Regions from separate parts of the Triticum aestivum genome. Here region 1 is linked to region 2. The links are chromatin contacts, called in public Hi-C maps. All regions are on one chromosome and are shown on one strand. Each heading gives the region's core, a stretch centred on a gene start, on an enhancer-like site or on the middle of the called end of the contact. The rest is flanking DNA. Distances are from core to core; before and after follow the strand shown. Region 1 holds the start of LOC123049407 (serpin-Z1). Region 2 holds the start of LOC123053380 (regulator of nonsense transcripts UPF3).

The links. Hi-C and Micro-C count contacts between places; a contact is called where the count stands out from the background.
Region 1: a contact with region 2 is called in a Hi-C map of leaf, with 2.7 times the contacts expected there. The contact joins the promoter of LOC123049407 here to the promoter of LOC123053380 in region 2.

Annotation. Positions count from the first base shown.
Region 1 is chr2D:396,265,621-396,272,092 of IWGSC CS RefSeq v2.1, reverse strand. It overlaps LOC123049407 (serpin-Z1), which reads right to left and starts at 1,461. Exons shown (of 1, transcript XM_044472327.1): 1 at 155-1,461. The coding sequence starts at 1,417. The coding sequence ends at 212.
Region 2 is chr2D:395,814,243-395,821,386 of IWGSC CS RefSeq v2.1, reverse strand. LOC123053380 (regulator of nonsense transcripts UPF3) reads left to right here and starts at 5,092. Exons shown (of 13, transcript XM_044476847.1): 1 at 5,092-5,618; 2 at 6,836-6,942. The coding sequence starts at 5,479.

The sequences.
Region 1 (6,472 bases), core at 212-2,711, 450 kb before region 2:
GTTGTACGGACCCCTAGAAAACCCCTGAGTTAAGGTAAACAACAAAATACCCCTAGAAAGAAGAGACAACAAAACGAAGGAAAATATCACAAGCCCGTGTATGGGCTGACAGTGACACTAAACAGTCAATTTTGGATTGAAGTACTACAAAGATTCATAGCGAGTAACGCCTCGCAATACTTGTTGCAACAAATTCATAATATTAATTGCTCTAAGAGAGAGGATTGACAACTTGGCCGGCGAAAAGAATTACGCCATTGTTGTCCTCCTCTTTGATGATGAAAAAAAGGAATGGGTGATCGGCGACGAAGTCTACGACCTTCTCCGATGGCAGGCAACACCCCAGAATCTCCATGTCGGTGGCTGCGGCGGCCACGGTACCTTGCTCGTTGATGTTGACAGAGCACTGGTGGACGACGGACGACACCGCCATCGGCATCTTGGAATCGTGCTCGTCCAAGGCCAGCATCTCCGAGAAGGACTGACCGGCTGGATTGAGACGGAACGGCAGGTCCAGCCCGAGATCACGGAGGAGGTGCGAGGCCTCGAGCCGTTGCGACACGTCGAACTTGGGGATCCTCAGCTCGGCCGTGGGGACCAGTTTCTCCGGCACGGCGAATAGCACGGATGGGTCAGAGCTGAGCGCGCGCACCAACTCCGGCAGCCCGCCGCGATCGTCAGGAAGGTAGATGCACATGGAGGAGCGACAGTCCTGGTAGTGGCCGCAGTAGGGCATCCACAGGACTTTGAAGCCGGGGTGGCAGGCGATGCACATGTTCTCGTGCAGGTAGCCCCCCACCATGAAGGGCGTGCGAACGGCGTGCCCGGGCGAGACGTAGAAGTCGCCGTCTTGTGTGAGCTCAGGGTCGAAGGGGTCGTACCAGTAGCCTCTGAAATAGAGCGCGTTGGCGAGGACGACGACCGTGGCGGCGTTGATGGAACCCTCAGGTACAAGCTCCTTCCACCGGCCGCCTGTCTCGCCCTCGAACCACTCGTTGATCTCGGACCTGGCCTGCTCGGGGTTTGACCCAAAGCAGACGGCTCGCGCCTCCGCGTTGAACCTGGATGCCGCCATGGTCGCGAAGGTGGGCTTGAGGTGGAGAGAGGAGTCGACCCACACCCCAGTGGCGCACCGGACCATGGGATGTCCTTCCTCGTCCTCTTCCTGGTGGCTCGGTGTTTGGCCAAAGTGGGACACGAGGGCAGCATGCGCTTCAGCGCCGGCGGGGCCCAGGAAGGAGACGATCTGGTCCCGAATGGCACCGGTGGTACCAGCCGCGAGGAGGGACAGGATGGCGTGGAAAGACGCCGGCGAGAAGGCGAGGTTTTGCTCGCCGCGGAGGCCGAGGCCACGGAGGAGGCGCATCGAGAGGGCGGCCTGGTCCTTCATGGCGTCCACGACCTGCTGCTCCTCCATGGCTTGCTCCTCACTTGGCGGCTGTGCTTTTCTTGGTTTGCTCATCGCAGATCGGTCCTGCTGGCCGATGGTTGGATTATGTACGCAAATAATAAAGGGCAGCCATTAATCACACGAGATACGGGGATACAATTAAACAAATACTATAATTGTTATGTATTTAAAGCAAATTAATAACAAACCAAATATATATAAGCATATCTGTACTTTTTTTCATGGTAATACGTGTCTCATTTATAAAATAAAGATCCGGTTACAAGGCACGTAAGCACCAACATTACAAGACTGAAAAGATAGGATAATCCTATGCAAAATACCAGCGCCTGTTCTTTTCCTCCGACACCACCGAAGCGGCCACCAAAGGGAAAGAAAACAGACCACCTCTTCACCCGAGCTCGAGCGGCTCCATCGCTGATCAGCAGCTTTACGGACCTCGAAAGTAGTTTGCCAGAAGCAAAACCATTGCTGTTGAAAGAATCAGACCGGGGCAACATGTCCCCAGACACGCCATCGAACTCTAGATCTCACACCCCCGCACGACAACAACGTCGAAGGAGGAAACCAGAACTGTCAGCCACCAACCACAAACCCAGCACGGGATGCACCATCTTCCAGCTGTCACTTGCGCAGACAACCGTCTGCGCGTACTCCTAGATGATAAAACCTCCCTGCTCCACCATGACGTCGGAGACAACGCCACAACAACGGGGACAGAGCAGAAGGAGAGATACACCTGATGGAGTCGCCGCCGCCGCCTCGCCGACACCATCCATGAACTATAACACAGTCGATCTGAAGGATTGGCAAACACAGGATGCCATCAACTCCGAGACGCCACCATGAAGGACACCGCCGGTGTGGGAGTGAAGCTGAGGCAGATTTATTCGTCCGGGCGCCGCTCCCGCCACCCCAACGGCGCACCATGACCTACAAATGCAAAACGTAACTACAGAGCGAAGGAACGGGGTCCCCCCTCCCTCCTGTCGCCGGAGCAGCCGGAGAGAGAGGGGGCCAACACCCTGGCCGACTGAGATCGGAGGAAGAAAATCGCCTCCCTAGTCGCCAGGCGTGGCGGCGGCTAGGGTAGGGAAGGCATAGCCTGTCCCCCACTCGGAAAGAAGAAAAGGCATAAGCATATCTGTACTTCTAAAGGTGGAGTTGTTAGCTTGGTACGGTTTATTTTTGTTCGTTTTTCCCGTCTTACCTCGCACCGTCCTCTCCGGCTGGTTTTTCTCCTTTCCATTAAAAACCAAATCACATTAAAAGAAGAGATCTTGTTTCGTGCTTGATTTGACAGGTGATGATCCATTTCAATCACGTAAATAATATGTAATTAAGAATTCAGAAATCGTATTATATATGTAAGTTCACCTTACTAAAATATAGACATAATACTTTTCTCGATAACCTTTCAAAACAAAACAAGGTATTTCTAAATAAAAAATTATTAATCCCATGCACTATGCCATTATATTATCATTATCTCTTCTGTACTCCTAAAGGTGAAGTTGGTAGCCTCTTATGGTTTATTTTCATCTCACCTCCTACCGCCCTCTCCCTCTGGTTTTTCTTCTTCCCATTAAAAACCAAATTTCATTAAAGGGAGATCTTGTTTCGTGTTTGCTTTGGCAGATGCTATTTCATTTTAATCACATAAATAATAGGTAATTAAAAATTCAAAAATCGCACCATATATGTGAAATCACCTTCCTAAAATATAGACGTAATATTTTTCTCGATAACCTTCCAAAATAAAATGAGATATTACTCAATATCTCTACTCCAAAGGTCTTTACTCCTAAAGGGGAGTTGGTAGCATTTTACGGTTTATTTTCCTCCTTTTTCTCTCACCTCCCACCACCCTCTCCCACTGGTTTTTTCTCATTCCCATTAAAAATCAATCTCTACTCCTAAAGTGTGAGTTGGTAGCCTGGTACATTTTATTTTCGTCCGGTTTTTTCCCCATCCTCTCCCACTGGTTTTTCTCCTTCCCACCAAAAAACCAAATCCCATTAAAGGGGAAGATCTTGTTTTGTGCTTGTTTTGGCAGGTGCTGATCCATTTCAATCACGTAAATAATAGGTAATAAAGAATTAAGAAATCACACCATATATGTGAGATCTCCTTATTAAAATATAGACATAATATTTTTCTCGATAATGTTCCGAAACAAAATGAGATATTCCTCAATAACAAATCATTGATCCCACGTACTATGCTATTTATTATTATCATTATCTCTTCTCTACTCCTAAAGCGGGAGTTGGTAGCCTGGTACGGTTTATTTTTGTCCTAGATTTTTTGTCTCACCTCCCACTACCCTCTCCCACTGGTTTTTCACCTTCCCATTAAAAACCAAATCCCATCAGAGGAGGAGATCTTCTTTCGTGCTTGCTTTGGCATGTGTTGATTCATTTCAATCACGTAAATAATAGGTAATTAAGAATTTAGAAAGGACATCATAAATGTGAGATCACCTTCGATATAGACATAATATTTTTCTCGAGAACCTTCTGAAACAAAATGTGTAAGTGCATCTAATGCCACCCCTAGTTGGTTTTGGAGTATTGACGGCAAACATGATTAAGGGACTAATGTGTTTGTGAGATTCACAGGAGAACACAGGTAGAAGTCCCTATTGATTCGGTTTACCCATCGAAGATGACCCCTAAAAATGAATGAAGACATTGACGACATTGGTGGTTCGCGAAGACTTCGCATCGAAGATAATGACGTGTGAAGACATTCGTTTGAAGATAATGGAGTGTGAAGTCATAGTTTCTTTCATAGTTTCATTTTCTTCTTTCTTGAATCATTGGAACCACCGAACTGTCAAGTGGGATTCAAGTGAACAAAGTCAGAAAACTGACGTGATGCTCAACCCAAATCCTATGTCTTCGAGTGAAGACAATGAGACAAAATCTTATCTTGGGTCGGATAAGTCAGCTTTGCTTGTTGCCCAAGTCGAGCTGTCGCGTGTGTTTGAAATCCGACCGTTGGACACGTGTTGGTTCCCCAATGACCAAGGGTCATTTTAGACAAATCATGTCGGGTTGCCCCCTGGCTATAAATAGCCACCCCCTCCATCATAAATTGGTGGTTGCTCAGAGTTAGTGCACGGCTTTTGTCGTTTGCGAGCAACCCTCCTCCGAAGCCTTTGAAGAAGAATCCTTGCAAGGACAAAACCCAAAACACCCAGAGCCCAAAGAGTTTTTGGCATCACTGAAGTCTTTCTGTCTGCGTGATCTGAAGACTTATTACACTTGAAGACTGTGATCTTCCAGTCGGTTAGGCGTCGCGTTCTGAGGATTCAAGAGTCATTGTGGATCGTCGGTGAACGAAGTCTGTGAAGGTTTGGAAGTCTACCTTGAAGACTTGCCTGAGTGATTGGGCGAGTACTAAGTGACCTTTGCTCAAGGGGGATAAGGTGAAGACGTGGTCTTCTAAGTTCAATCTCAGCCTCGCTAACCAGACGTACAGTTGTCACAACAACTGGTCTACCAAATCCTTGTCTTCGTCAAGCAACTCGTTCTATCACTTCATCCCTTTACTTCCAGTTTAGTTTCGTGAAGTCATTGCTTACCTGCTCTGGTTGAATACCTTATGTGAAGACATTCACCCTGATTGCATATTTGGCTTCACACTATCTTCCTATTCTGATCTATCTACCTAGCTACTACTCATCTTCATGCATTCTCTGTATTGTACTTTGACTTTATTGCATGGCTAGTGTAGTTTATCTTCTGCTTTGTTCTGTTTAGTTATTGTTTTAACTACCTGTCTTCAAAGACATTGCCTGTCTTGAAGACTTCCATAAAAATCGCCTATTAGCCCCCCTCTAGTCGATAACTAGCACTTTCAATTGGTATTAGAGCAAGGTGCTCCCTTGTTCTGTGTGATTCGGTTTAACCACCTGGAGTTTTAGCTATGTCGACTGCAGGGATAATCAAGGTCTCTGATGTGTTCCCTGATGACCCACAAGTATAGGGGATCAATCATAGTCCTTTCGATAAGTAAGAGCGTCGAACCCAATGAGGAGCAGAAGGAAATGACAAGTGGTTTTCAGCAAGGTAATTTCTGCAAGCACTGAAATTGTCGGTAACGAGTAGTTTGATAGCAAGGTAATTTGTAACGAGCAAGTAACGGTAACGGTAAATAATGTCAGCAAGGTAGCCCAATCCTTTTATGACAAGCCAAAACTGTCTCCCGTAATAAACAAAGCATTCTTGAGGATACACGGGAATTTCATCTAGTCACTTTCATCATGTTGGTTTGATTCATGTTCGCTACTTTGATAACTTGATATGTGGGTGGACCGGTGCTTAGGTGTTGTTCTTACTTGAACAAACCTCCTACTTATGATTAATCCCCTCGCAAGCATCCGCAACTACGAGAAAAGTAGTAAGATAAAATCTAACCATAGCATTAAACTTTTGGATCCAAATTAGTCCCTTACGAAGTAGCATAAACTAGGGTTTAAGCTTCTGTCACTCTACAAACCATCATCTAATAACTACTCCACAATGCATTACCTTAGGCCCAAATATGGTGAAGTGCCATGTAGTCGACGTTCACATGACACCAATAAGGGAATCACAACATACATATCATCAAAATATCGAACACATATCAAGTTCACATGATTACTTGCAACAAGATTTCTCCCGTGACCTCAAGAACAAAAGTAACTACTCATAAATGATAATCATGCTCAAGATCAGAGGGGTATTAAATAGCATAATGGATCCGAACATATAATCTTCCACCAAATAAATAATATAGTAATCAACTACAAGATGTAATCAACACTACTAGCACTACTGCAGGATGCTGCTAATGCGACACTACGATTAGAGGCCCTTTGACGAAACTGTGTGCGATGCAATAATCGCAAACGGGGATGTAAAAAACCATCAAAAAAGATGAAAAACATTTGCGATGGCGAAGACATCAAACACGGTTCAGATTTCAGGAACTGTTTGCGATTAGACAGAACAATAGAAACGGGCAGCCATATCAATGTGTGTGCGATATACGGCATACAGTTCGCTCCGA
Region 2 (7,144 bases), core at 3,843-6,342:
TTTGATCTCATGGGTTATTCGGACTCGGATTGGGCGGGAGATGTTATGGATAGTAAGTCAAATTCCTTTTCCGGAGGGTGCCAATTCCTTGGTCACTCTTTGGTGAGTTGGTATTCGAAAAAGCAAAATTGTGTGTCTCTCTCATCCATCGAGGTCGAGTATGTAGCCGCCACAAGTTGTTATGCACAATTGCTATGGATGAGGCAAACTTTAAAGGATTACGGTGTCACTTGTGACAAAGTGTCTCTTCTATGTGACAATGAAAGTGCAATCAAGATCTCCCGCAACCCGGTGCTACATAGAAAGATGAAGCACATTGATATTCATCATCATTTCATCCGGGATCATATCAAGCATGGGGAGATCAAGATCATCTACGTCAACACTCAAGAGCAACTAACGGATATTTTCACAAAGCCCTTGGATGAAGCAAGATTTTGCGAGTGGCTTTGGTTCTCGCTCTACTCCTTGTCCGAAGTCCAAGAAGCATGCTCGTAGGGGCAAGTGCCCGGATGACTCTATGGAAGAAGAAGTTGTGGTTCCCACCAAGCCAACTCGCCGTGAGAAGTCTGTTGCTGCCAAGCAACGTGTGACCTTGCCCATGTACAAATGGAAGCAACCCAATTGGGAAAAGTTCTGTATTCGGAATCCCTATGAGGTCCCCGTTGCTCCTAGGTGGACCACTGTTCAGTTACGAAATGAGATGCAAATGAGGATCGTGCATGAACTTTTTGAGCATCACAAAAACTGCTATGCTAAGCAATGGACCATTGACCTTCATCATTAGAGGAACAACCTGGATTATTTTGGTCCCATGGAGAGCCTTCTGCAATGCTCTCTGATATGATGATACCGGTCTCATTGGCAATGGTGGCATCCGTCCTCACGACCATATCCCACCTCCATGGCTAAGGAGAAGCTTGCCCCCTTATACATTCGGGGGCGTGGTGTGCTTGTTCGCAGGCCCGAAGAGACTCTCTCTTCTCCGGTTAACCCCACTGTGCACAAGGTCAAGCAACTCAAGAAGAAGAAACATGCCGAGCCTCGCTTTCCTACTGATGAGCTCGAGGATGTTTATGCCACCTCTGACGATGATGGCTTTGAGCTTGAGCCCGGGGCCAAGCCCTCTTGGGTGACTAAGCTCACCGCTAAGGTGAAGAAGACGTTTTGCCTGCAGAGACACATTCAGAAGAAGCTTTATGAGGCACATGTGAATGAGAAGCATGCTCGGCGCATGCAGATTACAGTGATGAAGCACTTCAACATCCCAGTGAATAGTGGATCCAAGAGTAGCATCACCCCAAAGGACAAGTGGATCCATCAGCATAGTACGTGGACCGATGATGAGGCCTCTGGGCAGCTTGCTGCCTCCACCTCCGCTGCCGCCGTTGATGCTGCTAATGATGATTATATGGAGGATGCCTAGGAGTCTGATGGTGTTGATCCCGTGAGACCGAGGAGTCAGACGAGGACTACTGAGCTCTGGGGCGTTAACATCGCTCTTTTCCTTTTTGGTGTCTTGATGCCAAAGGGGGAGAGAGTTCTATTAGGTCTTGGGATTTGCATGGGTGTGTTTCATTTGCTTCGAGTTGAACTTCTATTTGCTTTGCTTTGGCTTGTGAACTTATTGTGTGTGGAGGCTTAGTGCATGGTGTGAGACATGTGATCCCTCTATCTTTTCTTATTCGTCAATCTTGTCTCATTTACTTACAGGTTATTTCGTACATATGTATGATTATCATCTATCTTCTCATTTGTACGTATCGGTTGGTCTATAAAATCTAGGGGGAGCATTGATCCTTATGTGTGCACTTTGCATTCCAAAAGCAACACATATAGGGGGAGCCTCGTCTATATTTTATAGACACCAAATGCAAATCGTGTGTTTGTCATCATCCACCAAAAAGGGGGAGATTGTTAGGACATTTTCCATCCTTGGTGTTTTGGTGATGATGATAACTCACTTTATATTCTAATCGTGTGCCAAGTTATTCAGGTACTCTCTCGTTTGGTTCAAGACGATTAGGCATTCCCTCTGGACGGAAAAGATCGAAGACGGTGGTTCCGACATGTTTATTTCTTTGGTCGTAGGAATCCCGTACTATTAAGAGGGAATCCGCATCAGAAGGTATTGGGTGAATCAATGCACGTACACATTCATGTCCACCCAATGTTAACTCCCGTTTGAGGAGAAAGAGGCCCTCACTTCCTCCTACACAGTGGTTTTAACCCCCCATCGGTTGTACCGCTAGGCAAGGCGGTTGTCCCGCCTATTTGGTTCTACCAGCACAACCACCGCCCTAGGGGGTGATACCCTGGGGTTGCAGCTCCCAGGTACAGGCCCAACGGTAGTACCGTTGCCCCTGGGCGATGGTACCACCACGTCTCTGGGAAAACCCGGGACTGCTTTTACATGGCGGTTGCACCGGCCTGGTACCGCCCAACCACCAGTCCAGCTTCTATGGTAGAGCGGTTATTGGGCGGTGGTGTCCCGGTTGTCCCGGTTATTCTCTATTAACCGGTACTACCGGTGCCCGGAGCGGTTCTACCGCTCGGGACTTAGCTACCACCAGGACTCGGGCCAGGCTGTTGTTCCGGTGCAACTACCGCTCGACTATCGCTATAGGGGGTGACTCTCTTTTTGTTTTGAGGCAGTAGTGGAGCGATTGTTCCGATTGCTTATGGCAACCGGTACTACCGCCCACGCCACCGATTGTACCGCCTATTAGGGTTTCTGCAGTATACCCGTGAATCCCGGTTGTACCGGGTGCATGAGCGGTTGTACCGCTGCAGTGTAAAAATTGTTGTAACAGTTGGAATTGGGGGGTCACTATATAAGGGGTGGTTCTTCTAGCTACCTTCTTACCTCTTACCTCTCTCTCTCCTCCATTGATTCCCGTCAAGCTTTCTTGCCTGATCTCTCTCTCTCTAGCCACTCAAACTTGTTGATTTGCTAGGGATTGAAGGAGGAGACCTAGATCTACACTTTCACCAAAGGAAATTTGATTCCCCCATACTTTCTTGTGTGGATTTTGTTACTCTTGGGTGTTTGGGCACCCTAGACGGAAGAGGCCACCTCGGAGCCACATTCCATTATGGTGAAGCTCCGTGGTGGTGTTGGGAGCCTCCAATTCAGTTGTGGAGAGAGCTCCAACCTTGTTTGTAAAGGTCCGATTGCCACCTTCAAGAGCACCACTAGTGGAATCACGACGTCTCGGATTGTGTGAGGGCGTGAGGAGAATACGGTGGCCCTAGTGGCTTCTTGGGGAGCATTGTGCCTCCACACCGCTCCAACGGAGATGCACTTCCTCTCAAAGGGAAGGAACTTTGGTAACACATCCTTGTCTCCCCCGAATACACTTGTGGTTATCTCTTACCTTTACTTTGAGCAAGCTATTATCGTCTTGTTTATCTTGCTTGCTTGTGTTGTTGTCATTGCTAACATCATATAAATTGTTCACCTAGTTGCATATATAGACAACCTATTTGTTGCTAACCCTAATTTGTTAAAAAAAACTAAAATTTCATAGTTGCCTATTCACCCCCTCTAGTCAACCATATCGATCCTTTCAGAGGTTGACGCGAACGACACTACTTTAGCGTCCTTGCTAAACCCCAAGCAGAGGCTTGCATACAACGAGATACTCACAACAGTTGATGCCAGTGATGGGGGTGTATTCTTTGTCGATGGCCCGGGAGGCACCAGGAAGACCTTCCTATACAAGGCACTACTCACAAGGGTTCGAGGCGAAGGCAAGATTGCGGTGGCTACGGCGACGTCGGGCATCGCGGCTTCCATCATGCTGGAGGCAGGACATCCCACTCGAGGTTCAAGATCCCACTCAACATGGGGCGTCGTGCAGCTTCACCTAATAAAACATGCTGAGGATCACATCTTGTCTTGGGGTAGGCGCTAGGTCTTCGAAAGATTCCATCTTGAGTACATCGAGGGGCCTGGCAAGCGTGGCCCAATGGTTGTAAGCTTGGGGGGTCCTCGGCCCAACCCATGCTCGGGGGCCGACGTGGTTAGCACCCCCTATGTAGGACACCACCACACGCGCGGTGATCGGTCGAAATTTGGGTTAGGTCGAGCGACGCCTAGGGCTGGCCTTCTATTAACCCGTCATCTAAAATATCAAGCTTAATGGTATATAGGGGCGACCTTCCAAAAGCTACAAAACTACAGTGGGCTATAAGATTTAGCAATTTTAAGAAGAAAAAAACATGGCATATATGACCAAGAAATAAGGAATTTCAATAGAATTAGATGAAACATAAATTCATGAACTCATAATTGTCTGTCGAAGGGCTGAGTCCTGATGTGGGCCACCAGTTACAGCCTAAGCAGCCACACGCCCACATCACCTCACATGCCGTAACTTTTAAGGAAAGTATTGAGGTGAATGGTCAGGGTCAAGATTTCTAAGGGCATGGCTAACACGTGACCCCAAATGTGCTACCCCATGAGCCAACTAGGCTCGGATGCCACCATGGCCATAAAGGTATAGCTCGCAGAGCCAAGGTGGTTCCTAAACAGAAGATGGGTTCTTCGAGCAGAAAAGTGAAAATGTGAGGAAAAGGAAAGAGGAGAGGAAAAGGAAAGAGAGAGGGAGCTGGAGGATTGGAAGAAAGTCAGGCAAGGGGAGAGTATGGTCCCTGGTAAGATGGTAGCCTCAGATTTTGGCGTTGGATGAAACAAGTTCAAATTGTGGCCTCATTTTCTTAAGTCTAGCTGGTTGGCATGAGGCAGCACCGGTGATGCCACCATAGTTCATGTCCTAATCGTCAACACTGATTTATAGATTGAGTTTGTTATGTGATGAAAAGTAGTGCAAGCTTACTTTCTAACTCGTTAACCTTCTTCGACTGCTATGCTATTTAGCTAAACTGCCAACAAAAAATGCATCACATATTCACATCGCTATATAGCTGGGTGTGTGTGTGTGTGTGTGTGTGGGGGGGGTGGGGGGGCTTGTTGCAAAATGCTATAGCAGTCTTTTCTCTTTTGACGCATCAACCTATTCTACATTATCTGGAGTGAGGATTGATATTTTTCTCGTATCTTTTCTTGCGCCTTTCCTCTTTTTTTCTTCTTCTCCCGTGTCGCCTTTTCTTTTCGTTTCGTTCTCGTCGTCGTCCTCCTCTTCCACCTCCCCTAATCTCCGACAGTTTCCAATTTCTCATCTCCCAACCCCAAACCCCAACCCCAACCAGAGACCGAAAAGAGTCGCACGCGACTTCGCGAGAGGGGGGAGAAGCAGCAGACGAAAGCGAGAGACCTCCTCCTTCCCCAACCCCAGCCCCGCTCCAAACCCTAACCCTTCCTCAGATCTCGCGCCCGTCTGCCCTCCCGCCCCGCCCCGCCCCGCCTCGATGTGACCCGGCCCCTAGGGTTTGTGCCGGTGCGGTGTGGTGGTGGGTCCCGGTTCGTCGGCGGATTTCGGACCCGAGGAGTTGGAGCTGGCGGCGCGCGCGCACATGAAGGACCCGGCGCACCGCACGAAGGTGGTGCTCAGGCGGCTGCCGCCGGCGATTGCGCAGCAGGCCGTCGTGGACCAGGTTGACGCGCGCTTCGCTGGGCGGTATGACTGGGCCTGCTTCCGCCCCGGTAATGCCAGGTCAGCATTTTCTCTCCCTCGCTCCCCGAGTCCCCTGGGCGTGCGTTGGCCTTCATGCGAGGTTCGGTGCTCTTTAGGTCTGGATTGAGGTCGTGGCTGTTAACCTAAGAATCATGTGCTAGGCGACTGGCAGTTTCCGTTTAGATTTCGTGTGCTGTTTAAGTGATTTAGTTTATTTTTTGTTATTAGCATGCATGTTTCATCTGTGTAATTGATATGCTTAGCTTAAATAAAACTGTTGACGCAATCTAGTGCATCATGTTGTTCCTAGTTGTAGACTTGTAGTTGGCGTATCTGTGAGGTTCAGTGCTCTAGTTCTGGATTGGGGCCTTGTCTGTTTAATATAGGAATTATGCGACTAGCAGTTTCTGGTTTTCCCCCATAGATTTCGTGTGCTTGTATAAGTGACGTAGTTTGTTTCGTTATTAGCAATCAGCATGTTCATTTGCGTAATTGAGACGTTATGCTTAAAATTGTTGCTGCTATCTTGCAGCACATTATCCCTAGCCGTGGACTTGTAGTTTACAATGCGGTGCCACTTGCAGTTTCCAGTTCCTGCCATCTTACGTTCAACCAGAATGAACTGTTGGGTGTTAAATCGTAGTTATGATCTGTGCTTGTAATTTTGTTTTTGAGTACAAATTTGTCAATGATTGTACCTTAAGTATTAGTGAAGAATAGAGGTTGCCTTATTTGTTATGCAACTATCTATGCTTTCTACCCGTTAATTCCATTTCCTTAGTTTGTCGCTGGCCTCACTGGTTTTTTATGGCAACTAAAACTGTAAAATGTTCATTTTTTGCTTTCTCTTATTTTGGATACAAGAGCCAGAATTCACTTATAGTGTGCTTGTTATGGAGCAATTTCTTAAAAGAAACAGAAACACTTGGAAGTCGAAACTACCTTGTAGCATTCAGCCTTTTTATTTACCAGTCCTGTGCTATGGTGATTTGCGTAGTAGTTTCTTCCTTAAATTTTGATGTCTTTGAGTTGCTTTTACTCAAAGTATAAGGCTTCCTTATTGGAACCTAGCAGTGGGAAGTAAACAATAGTATATTTCTTGTTTCCCACCCTCTTTTGTCCAATTGGTTAACAAAATTTATCTATCCAGCCGATTTTACCTTAACTTCAAGAGCCCAGAAGTTGTTGATACAATAGCGACTTAATTATTTGCCACCATATTTTTTCCAGTTGGTTAACTGAATTTTTATTTCCAGCCAAAAGAATCATAGATATTCTCGTCTCTACCTTAACTTCAAGAGCCCAGAAGATGTTGTTGAGTTTGCTGAGTTCTTCAATGGGCATGTATTTGTGAATGAAAAGGGTAAGTCCTTCATTTCTTAACCAATATGCTCTTTTTGTTTCTTTTCTCATGTGCAATCAACTGTATACGGAACTCATATTCAGATTACGTCCACTTATCACTGTCCACGCTAGAGATATAAGTTCATTAGTGAGGCACCCTTTGCATTCTTCAGTTTCTACTATTTGTTGCATCAGTATAGCACTACACATGATGTGATTTT